Regions from separate parts of the Gossypium arboreum genome. Here region 2 is linked to region 1. A link is a contact called in public Hi-C data. All regions are on one chromosome and are shown on one strand. Each heading gives the region's core, a stretch centred on a gene start, on an enhancer-like site or on the middle of the called end of the contact. The rest is flanking DNA. Distances are from core to core; before and after follow the strand shown.

What was found. Hi-C and Micro-C count contacts between places; a contact is called where the count stands out from the background.
Region 2: a Hi-C map of leaf shows a contact between it and region 1, with 2.1 times the contacts expected there. The contact joins the enhancer-like site here to the promoter of LOC108487444 in region 1. A contact is called at or near these places in 2 of 5 Hi-C or Micro-C datasets (both in leaf).

The regions. Positions count from the first base shown.
Region 1 is chr10:37,439,182-37,445,952 of ASM2569848v2, reverse strand. It overlaps LOC108487444 (60S ribosomal protein L38-like), which reads left to right and starts at 2,583. Exons shown (of 3, transcript XM_017791792.2): 1 at 2,583-2,737; 2 at 3,513-3,696; 3 at 3,815-4,024. The coding sequence starts at 2,735. The coding sequence ends at 3,837.
Region 2 is chr10:38,048,881-38,056,349 of ASM2569848v2, reverse strand. No RefSeq gene overlaps it. Among protein-coding and RNA genes, the nearest start is that of LOC108487176, 35 kb to the left of the region's middle. Within about 2 kb of position 3,714, at least 2 of the 2 cell types and tissues checked have an H3K27ac peak or open chromatin away from gene starts, as enhancers often do. A contact at or near this core is called in leaf, where this site is marked.

The DNA of each region.
Region 1 (6,771 bases), core at 1,334-3,833:
AAAGAATACCTAGTTACCAAAGGCAAATGTATGGAACTCTTGATGATAGAAGTTTGTTTAGTGGAAGACTCAATAGATACTGGGTCACTAATTCGAGAGCCACTAATCATGTATATGTTTTGCAGACCGGAATTGGGGCAACTTTGGCAGCTAAAGCAGTGGAATATGTACATCTTTATTTTGATAATTTTAATAAGATTATTTTGAAAGACATTTTCTATGTACCAAGTTTCAAAAGAAACTTGATTTCTATTGCATGTTTATATAAAGACGACTTGACCGTGACTTTTAGTAATGGAATTGTAATATTTAGAAACCACAATCTTATCTATAATAGATGGATACCAAATAATCTTTATTTTATTAAACCAAAGATGTATACACTACTTGAGACTAAAATATCGAAAAAAATACTTAAAACTTCTCACCCTAATGAGGCGTACCTTTGGCATTTGAGACTTGGTCATATTAATCGAGAAAGAATCGCTAGACTTGTGAAAGAGGACATCTTAAGTTCACTTAAATAAGTTGATTTTCCACAATGTGAATATTTCTTGGAATGCAAAATGACTAAGAAATCTTTTAATGCAAAAGGAACGAGGGCCGAAAAATCCCTAGAACTTGTGCACAATGACATATGTAGCCCCATGAACATTAGTGCAAGAGGTGGTTACCAGTATTATGTAACCTTTATTGATGGCTATTCCAAATATGGGTATGTATACCTGATGCACCACAAGAGTGAAACTTTTGATAAATTCAAAAAGTTTTGTAAAAAGGTTTTGTGTAGAAGTGGAGAAATAATTAGATTTACCCAAAAAGGCACTTCGGTTCTGTTCAAGGTGGAGAATATTTGTTTGATGAGTTCTTAGGGTACTTCATAGAGAATGAGATTCTATCTCAGTTAAATACGTCGGGCACTCCACAACAAAATGGCATGGCAAATAGAAGAAATCAAACATTGTTAGACATGGTAAGTTCGATGTTAAGTTATTTACTGGTGCCAAACAAATTTTGGGGGATACGCTATACAAATGACTTGCTATATTTTGAATAATGTGCCAACTAAGGCAGAATCAAAAACCTCATACAAATTGTGACATGACAGGAAGTCGAATCTTAATCACTTCAAGATTTGGGAATGCTCAACCCACGTATTGGATAAAGATGCGAGGAAGTTAAGCTTAAGGACAAAATTGTGCATGTTTGTAGGATATCCAAAGGGAACAAATGGTGGTTTGTTTTATAACCTAAAAGAGCAAACTATTATAGCCTCAACATATGACGAGGCGATACAGAATGTTGATTCCAAGCTCTGGGAAATAGCTATGAAAGCTAAGATGGACCTAATGTATTCCAACTCAATGTGGGAACCTGTAAACTTACCGAAATGGATAAAACCCATAGGGTGTAAGTAGATCTACAAAAAGAAAAGAAACGCGGATGAAAAAGTAGAAACTTATAAGGCCAAATTTGTAGAAAAAGGTTATACTAAAAAATAAAACATTGATTACGAAGAAACCTTCTCTCCGATTGCCATACTCAAGTTAATCTGTATATTACTATTCATTGTGACGGCTCTTGATTATGAGATCTAGCAAATGGATGTCAAGACAATATTTTTAAATGGCTATCTTGAAGAGAGCATCTACATGATGCAACCCACCAGATATATAATTAAAGGAAACAAGCATAAAGTTTGCAAACTATTTAGACCCGTATATGGACTTAAGCAAGTGTCCTACTCATAAAATCAAAGATTTGATCAAGCGATCAAGACTTTTGTATTTGAGCAAAATGTAGATACACCTTATGTTTATAAATGTTTAAGGGATGAAAATGTGGTCTTTCTCGTTTTATATGATGATATTCTACTCATTGAGAATGATGTAGGGACATTGTCATTGGTTAAACTATAGTTAACCCAACAGTTTAGCATGAAGGGCTTTGGAGAAGTTAATTTCATTCTAGGTATTAGAATCCTAAAGGATCGAAAGAACAAAGTGATACCATTGTCTCAGGCTTCATACATAGACAAGATATTGGAGCGTTATTTAATGAGAGATTCGAGGAAAGGAAACCAACCTTCTGTATCATGATTTCATCTCTCTTTAGAGGATTGTCCTAAGACAGCGAAAGAAAAAGAGAACATGAGAAAGGTTCGTAAAAAAAACTTAAACAAAGAAAAGTAAAAAAAAAAAAAATAATGTTTTTAATGTAATGTTTATTATTATGTTTTCAATTTATAGTTGTTATTATGTTTTTTTTAATTAAGGAAAAAATTATCATGGATTTTTTTTTTATATTTTAAACTTATTTTTTTAAAAATTTATAATTCAATTAACCACTTAAATTAATTAAAATTAATCCTCTGATTAAAAATTTTAAAATTTCAATTAAATTCACGGTGTGTATCTTTTGCCAATCCATATTAAATATTGATTCGATTGAATGTTGAATTTTTAGTATAAAGGGCCTCTTGGCCCATAATAAGGTCATTTCTGTTACGCAAAAGATCCCGTCCAAGTCCAGCAGCAGGATAGGAGATTCGGACTCTTAATAATAAAACTACTTAAACAAGGGTAAAACGGGTAACAAAGTAAACTATTTTTAGGGTTTTCCTTCAACGCCTGCATATAATCAAATAACGAAGAAACACAAGGTTGGACTGCGAGCTTTGATTTTTAGGTGTTCCTGCAGAGTGAGGAAGCTCCCCTGAAAGCTTCAGTTGAAAATGGTAAAATAAAGTCTCTTTCCCTCTCCATTTATTTCATTAGATCTCCGAGTCTGATTTTTTTTTCATGGTCAATGCCTCTTTCTTAATGATGATTATTTGTTCTTCAGATCCTCTTTTACCGGTAATCGTTTCATTTTTTTTTCTGTTGTTTGCTTGCTTTTCTTTTTTTTTTTTCGTTTATGTTCTTAGTGAAGATGGGTTGAAATTTGAATTGGTTTAAAAGATTTTGAGAAATAGTTTGGGTTCTGTATTTTAGGAGACATTTGAAATATGTGAGCTTTGCCTTAGATTATAGTTTTACGGATTGTGAAACTTTAGTAAATGGTTGTGCATTCAATGTATGTATTTTCTCGTTTTGTTTCATTGGAATATTTGCAATGAGGTACTTTGCCCTTGGTCTGCTTGAAAATATTGCTATTAATTGCATTGAGTTGATGAGTTTTTTCTTTCTTTCTTTTTTGGTATCTTTTGATTTCAGTGTCAACTTGAGTCGTGAGATGAACTCATTTAATGGTAGGCTGGTCTGGTCTGATAAATGATTGTTTAAAAGTTTGAACTAATTTGCTGCTTAACAAACTAAGCTGAAATATTTGGAATGTTGGAATGTTTGGTTAGCATGAATGTCCAGTTTTTATTTATTTATTTCCAGTAGTCCTAGTTTGTGTTTTCCTTGTGCTCGAGCAGTTAACTGACCTGTCGATGATGATCTTTAGGCTTTTAATATCATGTTTTCTGGTTCTGCTTTATTTCCTAAGATTTGTATTCTGATGGACAGCCTAAGCAAATTCATGAGATCAAGGACTTCCTTCTCACTGCTAGAAGGAAAGATGCTCGCTCTGTAAAAATCAAGAAAAGCAGAGATGTTGTCAAGTTCAAGGTCCGCTGCTCCAAGTACTTGTACACCCTTTGCGTGTCTGATGCTGAGAAGGCTGACAAGTTGAAGCAGTCTCTTCCTCCAGGTAATTCATGATGAAGGAGCCGCTTTTACATTCTTGTTTTTATTGAACCTATGTCCATATTTGAAATTACTTTCCCGTTACTTATATGTCTTTACCGTCACTGTTTTCATGTTTGCAGGTTTGAGCGTACAAGACCTGTGAAATTAAAACTGCCCTTAGCTTGTACTAGGCAATGAAAACTAGATTTTGACTTTTAGTTTATTGCTTGCATTTCGAATCGTTTTGCAACGATCAAAAGTTTTTATAATGGATTTTTATTTGGTGTTTTTTTATGGACGTTAGTAATGTTATTAAAACCCTTTATTTATTTTAGTATTCGTGTTCTACATCTTAGTTTGGCACATATTGGATAATCAAACATATGAAAAAGAAAAGAATCAATATATTCTGATTCAGTATGTATCCGTCTTCGATTTGATGAAATGACTGACAACTGTGTTCATCGCCTCTCATATCTGTTGACCGCTATCAAGCTTTATGGTATGAAGTTTTTTTATTTCCTGTTGCTGTAATGTGAGAAATACGATTGCCATGCTGGTTTTGCCTTTGAGTGGCTGTCTTAGCTTTGATTGTCAAGGGGCTGGACAGCCCTTGGCAACTAGAGCACTGAGAGAGTTTATTAAACGCCATTGTCCGTCTATTGTTTTTCCTATGGGAAAATAGCAAAGAAATGGTAAGCTGTAGAAGAATCGCAGCAGGCTCAGCTTCAGGAAATGGTTACTATGTGGACTTACAGGCAAATCAGGTTGCTTGTCTCTGAGGTGGAATAATGAAATGGACCTCAAATCGTTGGAAGCTCAAATAGAGGAACAAAATTGTGGGAACCAGAAAAATGTGGTGGAGGGATGGAACCAAGAGGAGAGATTCTTCCATGAACAAAATGCTTGAGAACATGAGCGCTGCAAATCGTAACCTTCAAGCATAGGATTGAAGATAGTTTGGTAATAGCAAAAGGATGATAGATGCTTCGTTAAAGAGATCGACAAGATTTCAACCATTAAGCCTAAGCCTCAACCAAGGCTAGAACACGAGATCAAGAGAGATTGACAAAGCGTGGTAAAGGGAGGAATGCTATTGTGCTTAGCGACCAAGAATAAATTGGCTATGAAATGGCGATAAGAACACCTTGACTTTTCCATGCCACAATAATGTGCCATTGACACACGAATGCAATTTGGAGACTCAAAGGACTTGATGGAGAGTAGATTGAGGACGATCAACAACTAGGGAGGCTTATCTTCAATCATTTCATGAATTTGTTTAAAAAGAACTCAACTTATGATATGGATAATGTTCTTGATGAGATTAAATAAGCAGTATTTTGTACTGGTAGACTCCGGACTCTGGGCTCGGGTGGTTTTTTCCTGGAATACCTTGTCAAAATGATGTGATCAATTTGGTATGCAAGTTCTTTATCCATGGTCAATTGCCAATTGAATTTAACCACTGCAAGCCTATAGGGTATTGCGACTTTCTGTACAAAGTTATTGCGAGATTTATGGCTTGTCGCATGGGACCTATGCTTTCAGATTGCGTCTCCTAACCCAATATGCTTTCATTGAGGGTAAAAAAGTTTAGGACAACACCATCACCTCTCATGAAACACTCCATGCTTTGAAGAAATGTAAATAGCGAAAGAAAGGGGTCATGGCTGTAAATTGGGCTTTCAAAAATTTTATGACAGTTTTATAGCAGTTTCTTGGGGGGGAAAATCAAGGTGAGAATGGGATTTATCAAATGCTGAGTGTATCGCTTTGTGAAATACGACATGACGACTCATTTTTCTATTATGATTAATAGAGTTAAAGAAAGGCGCAATTAAAATTTTGGGTAAACTATTTGTTTCCTGATATTACATATTAGTCATTTATATTTGAAATGTTATATTTTAATCACTTACATTATTGTTTTGTTACGAAATGTTACCATTAAACTCTGTTACCTCCCTAATGGTGATCCTACATGACAGTTCAAATGAGTTTTAATTCCCAACTTTGATGTCCTACGTGATAGTCTAAATTAAATTTATTTGATTAAAAATCTATTTTCATCCTAGCAACTAGACATCTAAATTGACATTTAAAAGCCGTTTGGACTGCCACGTAGGATTGCCATTAGGGAGGTAATGGAGTTTAACAGTTGAATGACCATTTTGTAACAAAACGATAACATAAGTGACTAAAACGTAACATTTCAAACATAAGTGACTATAATGTAATTTGAGGTAAATAAAAGTGATCGTTTTTGTAATTTACCCTAAAACTTTTCGAGGATTAAGAAAAGATGATCCACTTTTCTTGTCTTTTCATGATGGTGGCTAGTTTGCTTTCTTTGATTATTGAGAAGCGTGAGAAAGATGGATATGTTGAAAGGGTTCAAAATTTTTCAATGTTTGGAAGGTGTCGGATTTCGGAATCCAAATCGTTCCGAGAAGTCAAACAGAGAGGTTTTCTAAGAACGAGTATTGGGTTGTTTCCACAATTCATTGTTAGTGAGTTAATATTATATTTAGTTTAATATTAGATGGGAATTGGAAACTAGAATTGTGGATTATGGACTAATTTGTGAAAGAGGTAATTTGAGGGGTCAATGTCTAAAAGTGTGGAAATTAGATTTAGAAAACGTTAACTCTTGATAGTTTAATTTTGCCCAAAGATATGTGAGCAAATTTCCCATTAGTTTATTTCCATAAAAGAGGGAATGGTTATCCAACCATTTTTCACCATTCATTTCGTTTCCCTCCATTTTCTCTCAAAATCCTCTCAACATTTCTCAAACATTTACATTGATTCTTGATTTCAAATCATAAACTTCTGATTGGCAAGTATTTTCTGTTAATTTATTCATTAAGTTTGATAAATCAATTTTCATCAGTCTCTTTATCATTTCTTATTGCCAATTTTTGGAGGGAATATTTCTTCATCAAAATCCCTTGATTTTCAACGAAGTAAAGATGGTTTCTATTTTTTTTTACTGATTCTAACTCTTAAAAATTGATTTCATCCATTTTCTTCTCCATTTCTTGTTTCACATCAACCATGAGTGATAGAGTAGGAGATTTAATTTCTAATTTTT
Region 2 (7,469 bases), core at 2,465-4,964, 610 kb before region 1:
GGGATACCTTAATCTTGAGTGAATGACGATCTATGTATGCGTGACTCGTATACTGTAATGTAAGTAAAAACTTGAGTTCGAATAGATAAGGAACCAAAAGCTGGTGTGTTAGATATATGTTTCTGTAGTATGTAGCGTCATTCACAACAGTAGAATTCATAGCCCAAGTTATGGGTAAATGATATCTTCTCATTAGCATTACATGGTTGACGAAAAATAAATGTGGTCACGGGTCGTTCATCTTTTTGATGAATGACTTTATTAGTATTTGATAGGAATTGACTTTTTCATAAATGAAGATGTAATGGTTACCATGAGATAAAATAGGATCATATTAGGATAACGGATTTATCTCAAAGAGATTAAAGATATCCTATGAGAGTAACACACTTATGACAAGGTCATTGGAAGAGTACTAATCGAGTTGCTTTGGTAATGATATACCATTAGGGAGAACTTAGTCATAATACTACAGTGAAATGACTTTATGACTAAATGAGTTTATAATTAATAGGTGGAAAGATGGAACTTAATTATATATCATTTGAGCCCTAATCGCATATGTTCAATCAGTTCCTCTGCTAGCTCAATGAAACCAGAAATGAATTGTTTTTTGAATCAAATGATAAAAAATGGATGGAAATGGTAAAATTAGAGAAAGGGGAAACATTTGGAAATAAATATAGTTTGCTCTAAATGGAAATGACCTGAAAAATAAATTTATGATTTTCAAATTATTATTTAATTCATCAATTAAATAATTGAAGTTTGAAAATGGAAATAAATTAATTGGTTATAGTGAATCCATTAAATGTAGAAAATATAAAATATATTTTCTAGTAGATTCTTTACGGTAAAATCATCATGATTTTAACGAAATTAGAATTGAATTGAGAAAATTATTTAATTAAAATTAATTTAAGATGTTTATTTCGAGAAATAAAAAACAAGTATCGTGTTGGATTGAATTATAAAATATTGAGTTAAAAATCCAAAAATACTTGTAATTGAAGTTGATGTGAGAGATGCCCAATAACTCTCATGATAATATTAGGGATGACAAACCCTAATATAATTAACTAGGATTACCACCCCGTAATCCTAGTTAAACTAAAAATTTATTTTTCTATTTGAAATAGACTTCTATAATAACATTCAAATACTTGTCCTTTTTTCTTAACAAGCTAAGGTTGACGGATAATTTTTTATTACCCATTCTCATGTATATTCTTGTGGAGGATATCACTATAGTTAAACTATTGCTTTTGGGCAAAATTTTGTAAATGTTGGGCAATAGATTGTGAACGATGAATTTATTAAGCATAAAAAGGCTGTTGTTCTAGTGGATTTATGCTTGTGCATATGTATGGTTTGAGGAGCCATTTCAACCGTTGAACTACATTCATCTCGTAGGCACTGTTGGGCACATAAATTTTTTATTTTTATATAGATATTTATTTTCATGATTTTAATGTTAGAATTTATGTTTTTAAGGTCTGTTGAATATATATATATATATATATATATATATATATATATATATATATATATATGCATGCTATTGTGTGTGGAATAGTGAAGAAATAGTGGCAATTGAGAGAAACTAGTGATATAAATTCATAATGAATATATCATTGAGTTTAAACTTAGGTTTATAGACTGCCTTGATATTACCGGAACATTGGTTATTGTTACACTTGTGCAAAGGTTAACATTTATTTGGTTCTTATGGTAACATGGTTTCTTGGCGTGAATCCTTTGTTTGTAGCAAAGATACAAACTGGAAATCTGAACTTGGAATAGTCATGCTTTTAACGTGATTTCATTGGGATGATTCCTTTTGAAAGATACAATTGGTAATCATGGATTAAGATAGAATTTTGAGTACTTTGCATTTTCATCAGTCGCCTCTACTAGTTCTTCTTATCTTCTCTCCAGAATTAGATTATTGAACTTTAGCCATTGACTTGTCTTACTATTTTGATGTTTGGTTTCTGCTTCTTGCTTTTAACTGTCTCTTCCTTTTATTCTCTTTTTTTTTTTAATTATTATTTGTATTCTATACATGTATTAACTCAGTTCATTGTTGTTTTCCTTTTTTTTTTCATAGATATCAATAATGTTGCATATCATGTTTAATGGAGGCATCGTTAGGAACTTTTCTTTCATTCTCATTTTTTAATTTTTTGGGCTTACAATTGACAAAGAGCTAGATTCTCTGAAGGTGACCTACCGGGAAATTGTAGTATGGTGATTGTACACACTGAATTTTGGGTATGTTACCAGTTTATCACTCAAACCTAAGCCATTTTGAGGTAGGCTACAAGGCCTTAGGCTAGGAGCATGTTTTGAGCCCATGAAATCACATATAATTGCTTAAGTATATGATTATGTTTTTATTCTAGGCTTTTCAATTTTGGACCTTAATCCATTACTTTTTAAGCATATATGATCTAGGATATATATTATATTTACTAAATTATAAAAAATAAAAATTAAAAAAAGTGGAAATTTTACCAAAGAAAAAAAACCCCTCAAGCTTTGCAAATTTTGTAATTTGGTGCTTCCACATACTTGCACAAGGAAGCAGCAAAAAAATTAAATTAAATTAAATTGATGGCTAATCCGTTCTCCAATTTCATCATCTCAATCCCATTGTTGACCCCTAACCTTGCATTACCATCCCTAAGAAAAACCACCACGCAACCCATTGCCCATTACCATCATCATCATCACTCACTAACCATCAGACTTTCATATGCTAAAGAATAGTTTAACAATGCTTTTAAAAAGTACTTTTAAAATATACCGTGAAAAATATTTTTGATAATTATTTTTAAAAGTTTAATTTAAAATTTGAGTATTTAACATTATTCTCAAAATTATTTTTGAGAAATAAAATATTTATTTTAAACATAGTATTATCGGTAATAAATATATATTTAAATAATGTTTAAATTAGTTAATATTATTATATTTTAATAATAATATAAAATAATTTATTAAAATTTATTGTTAATATTTTAATATATGAAATATAAATTTTAAATATTTTTAAGCAATAAGTATTAATTATTTATAAAATTTAATTAGAATATATAAACTATACTTTAAATATTTAAATATAACTATTAAATATTTATAATTAGATATTAACACATTTTATTATTTTAATTTTTTTATTTTTAAGGTTTAAAGTTTAAGATAACATATTTATTATTAAACATTAACAAAAAAAAAAGAAAAATAATATGTTATTGGAAGGGTAAAAAATTATTAAACACTAAAAATATTCTTAGAAGATAAAAAGTTAAAAGTCTTAATTCTCATTTTTTAAAATGCCAAAATTAAAAAAAAAAAAACAACTTAGCACAAATCTTTTTCTAAAAATATTTTTTTAAGAAAAAAAAAAGAAGCCCTAAATCATTTCACTCACACACCACACATCCTTAAATCAGGCTTACCAGACAGCCCCAACACTGCCAAATCCTCACCATCAACTCGAGAGAGCCCATTCCCATCAACCTAATTAAAAAGCACAACCAAAGAACCTTCCAGCTCCAGAATAGAGGAGAAAGAACTTGCAAAAACCACGGAGAGAATCATGGACTAAAAAGAGAAAGCAACTGAAAAAACCACGAAGATAATAAGAGCCCCGAAAAAAAAGATAGAGGGAGTGAGGAGTTGACCGGAGATCGGCCGGCGGCTCCAACGGAGGAGACCACCGGAAGAACGAGCGTCAACGGTGCACCGACAGAGGCCATTCAGAAGCAGTAGTGTTCGTGGAAAACCAACCAGAGAAGAAAGGGAAGAGAGTCGATTACCGGCTGCCTGAACGGAAACAGGATTTGCCGGAGGTGCTGGTTGTGGCGGCGGCTGCTTCAAGGCTGTTGGAAATGAATTAGGTGCAAAATGCACCGTTTTGGGCTTTGAACAATCGATCCGTTTGGAGCTCCATTGTAATGGCTGACCCGTAAGCTGAACCGGCTCAGCTGAGACAGACCTGGTCCAATTCTCTCACATGGCCCATTGGGACTACGTAGCCCTGAATTGAATTTTCCTTGGGCCTTTAATCCTTGTTGAGCCTTCAGCCTATTGGGTATTACATCTACTCTTTCATTTTAATCATATTTGTTAATATTAATTATAATATGTTTATTCCATTTTAATGTGACTCAAATATTTCAGTTGCTGCAAGTACTATTACTGTATACTCAGATATGACATAATGGACTTGGTAAAATGTTCTATGTGTGCATGTGCGTATTTAATATGGTTGACTGCATGCGATTTTAATTATTATTTTTGTACACGCATTCTTGAAATGTTTTTAAATAATAAGATAATTAATTTGGTATTTTTTTTTTCGGGTCGGGTCGGATTTTATTGATGCATTAGTAATCGGATATGCATATTAGTAATCGGATACCCTTTTTAAACTGAGTGAATTAATGAGTTTTGCTTCTTATAATTAGGGAAATTATCTAATACAGTATCAATAAAATTTTTAGATTCCACGAGAAGGGTTATGGGTTAACAAATGTCTTATAAGATATAATTAAATATTAAAAAAGACTCATAATAATTTTTAAGGATATTTGTGGATTAAAAATAAGTATTTGTCAGTGTACTAAATATTAACTTTAATTAAATATTAGATTTTAAACTTTTAATATTTTAAAATCATCTTCTTGAAAAGATTATAAAACGACTAGGTAACCGATTGATTTTAGCAAAAATGTTCATAAATCTTCAAATATCATCAAATAGATTTTTAAATATAAGGTCCGTTTGTTTACCAGTAAAATGTTTTCTGGAAAATGATTTACTTTTCTGGAAATGATTTACTTTTTTGGTGTTTGAATGAATCTATGTAAAATATTTTCTATTGTTTAGCGATTTTCGAAAATATTTTTCGAAAAACTGTTTTTACATATATTAATAAACTTATATATATATATATATTAATAAATTTATATTTTAAATTGTTTTTACATATATTGTAATAATTTATTTATAAATAAATTAAATTAAATATATAATAATACTCAATTATTAAGCTAGAATATTAACCATCATAAATGGAAAACAACCAAAGTCAAATAAATTTTGTAATTGAGTTATAAAAAATAAAAACAAGGGTTAAATAATTATAAATTAACTTTCAAATCACAATTAATACTAGAAATTAATAATATTATCTAAATGCATAATTATTAGTACATCATATAATAACAATAACGTTGTCCAAGTGCATAACTAATATTACACCACATTAAAAGTATCAATATCTTCAACTTTGAAAAAAATTTTGAAGCCAAATTTTTCTATGCTTCTTACTTTTAACTAAAAAAGTTTTGGCCTCGGATTCATGACTCACTAGATAATCAAACACAGAACACAAGAAGTCATCATCAAATCCTTCTTCCTCCATCGACATCACTTCTTCGTAAAGATGTGGTGTCTTATCCGCAGTAAATTGTTCCAAAGCATTAGCAATTTTGCAAAGTTGTTCACCCACAAATTTAATTTGTTCTTTTACGTTTGGATGTGCCAGATGAAGATACTTTTGTTCTTACCTCTTCAGTCTCTTCATTGTCGCAGTCTATAGGCACTGAATCTTGGTTACCATCATCCAAATCTATGTTAGCAAATGTTCTGGCAAAACTCCCTGTTGCCATATCTTTGCCAACAACCAAAGCCATTTCATCATAATGATCAATGCTTTTATTCAAAAATGGTTCATATTTCTTGTGTGCCTGTTGAATATTATACACAATTAGAATAACAAGTAAAAAATAATTGAAATATACTTAACATATATATATACATATGTTACCATCATTGCTGCATCATATGTCGCTCTATCACATGTGATCATTTTCATGTTATCATCCCATCCAAAACCACTTTCACCCCGAATTGTGCATATAATCTGCCACTGGTTTTTTACAGTCCTCAAATGATTTTCCACATACTTCGCATCACATTGGACTTGAAATCTTTCAATAATAGCTTCAGCAACTCGATTAATAGAAACTGCTTTGAAAGTATTAGAATGCTTATTTCCTCTCTGGGCCTCCTCTGCTAGAATTTCAAGAAAAAGATGTTACATCGGTTTTGTCCACCTGAATTGCTTGGAGGTCCCTTCTTTGTTGCCCTTACCCATTCTACATTAATAATTGTCATTGTCAATCATTTCAATATCCAACAAGTTTAAAACATAATAAATTCAATATCTAACAAGCTTAAAACATAATAAATTCAATATCTAACAAGCTTAAAACATAATCAATATCTAACAAATCTAAGACATAATAATTTCAAAATCCAACAAACTAAAATTTCAATATCATTATCCAACCAACATTAACAAAAAAAAAAAACAATTTTAATACTAAAACATACATAACATAGAAACAATAACCCTAAGCCCTAAACCTACCTAATATTTCTAGCCATATAATCAGTCCACATAGTTTGTGCAATTTCGTCTCTCTTAGCAAACCATTCTCTTGCTTCTTCCCTTTCTTCTCGCTCCGTAAGAGTTGGTATTATCAAATCAGACTCAGGCTCCTCGTATAATCATTGATTAAGTAAATCGTTAGGATCAACTCCCATTATATGATTATGAATAATACAACCAGCCAAAACTATATCTACTTGAGTTTGAAAATTCCAAAATGGTTCAGCATCTAATACACGAAATTGTTTCTTCAAAATCCCAAAAACACGTTCAATAGTGATTCGTAATGATGAATGACGAAGATTAAAGAGTTCCTTTGCATTTTCAGGCCCTTGAGCACTAAACTCTTTTAAATGATATCGGACACCACGATATGGGATAATATATCCATTTCGGATGCCATATCCAGCATCAGCAAGATAATATTTACCTACAATTTTACAAAACATAATTAATACTAATAAATTATGAGCTTACTAGAACTATTTGGTATTTAATGATAATTATTACCTTCTGGAATTCTTAATCCTCTTGGGCGTGAAAGTGCATCACTTAAAATACGAGAATCATGTGCATTACCTTCCCAACCAGCTAGAACATAGGAAAATTTCAAATCAAATGTAATATCAGCCAATACATTTTGTGTCGTCCCCCCTTTACGGCTACGAAATCTTCCTTGAATGCTAAGTGGAACGGATGCACGAACATGAGTTCCGTCTAATGCTCTAATAAAATTTTTAAAATAAGGATAAAACCTTGGATTGTTTCTGATTTCACTAGGAGTTGACTCATCAGGTAATCTAATAACTACTTTATACAATTTTAAAATAGCTCTCAATACAACCCTAAAGTAACGGTGAACTGTCTCAGTTGATCTATAATATCTAGATTCAATCACTCGAAACCTCACATTATGACCAATTATATGAAAAAATATAACTACTTGCTCCCTAATATTCACAGATTTAGTTGATTGTAACAAATTATTCCTCCTAAGAATATC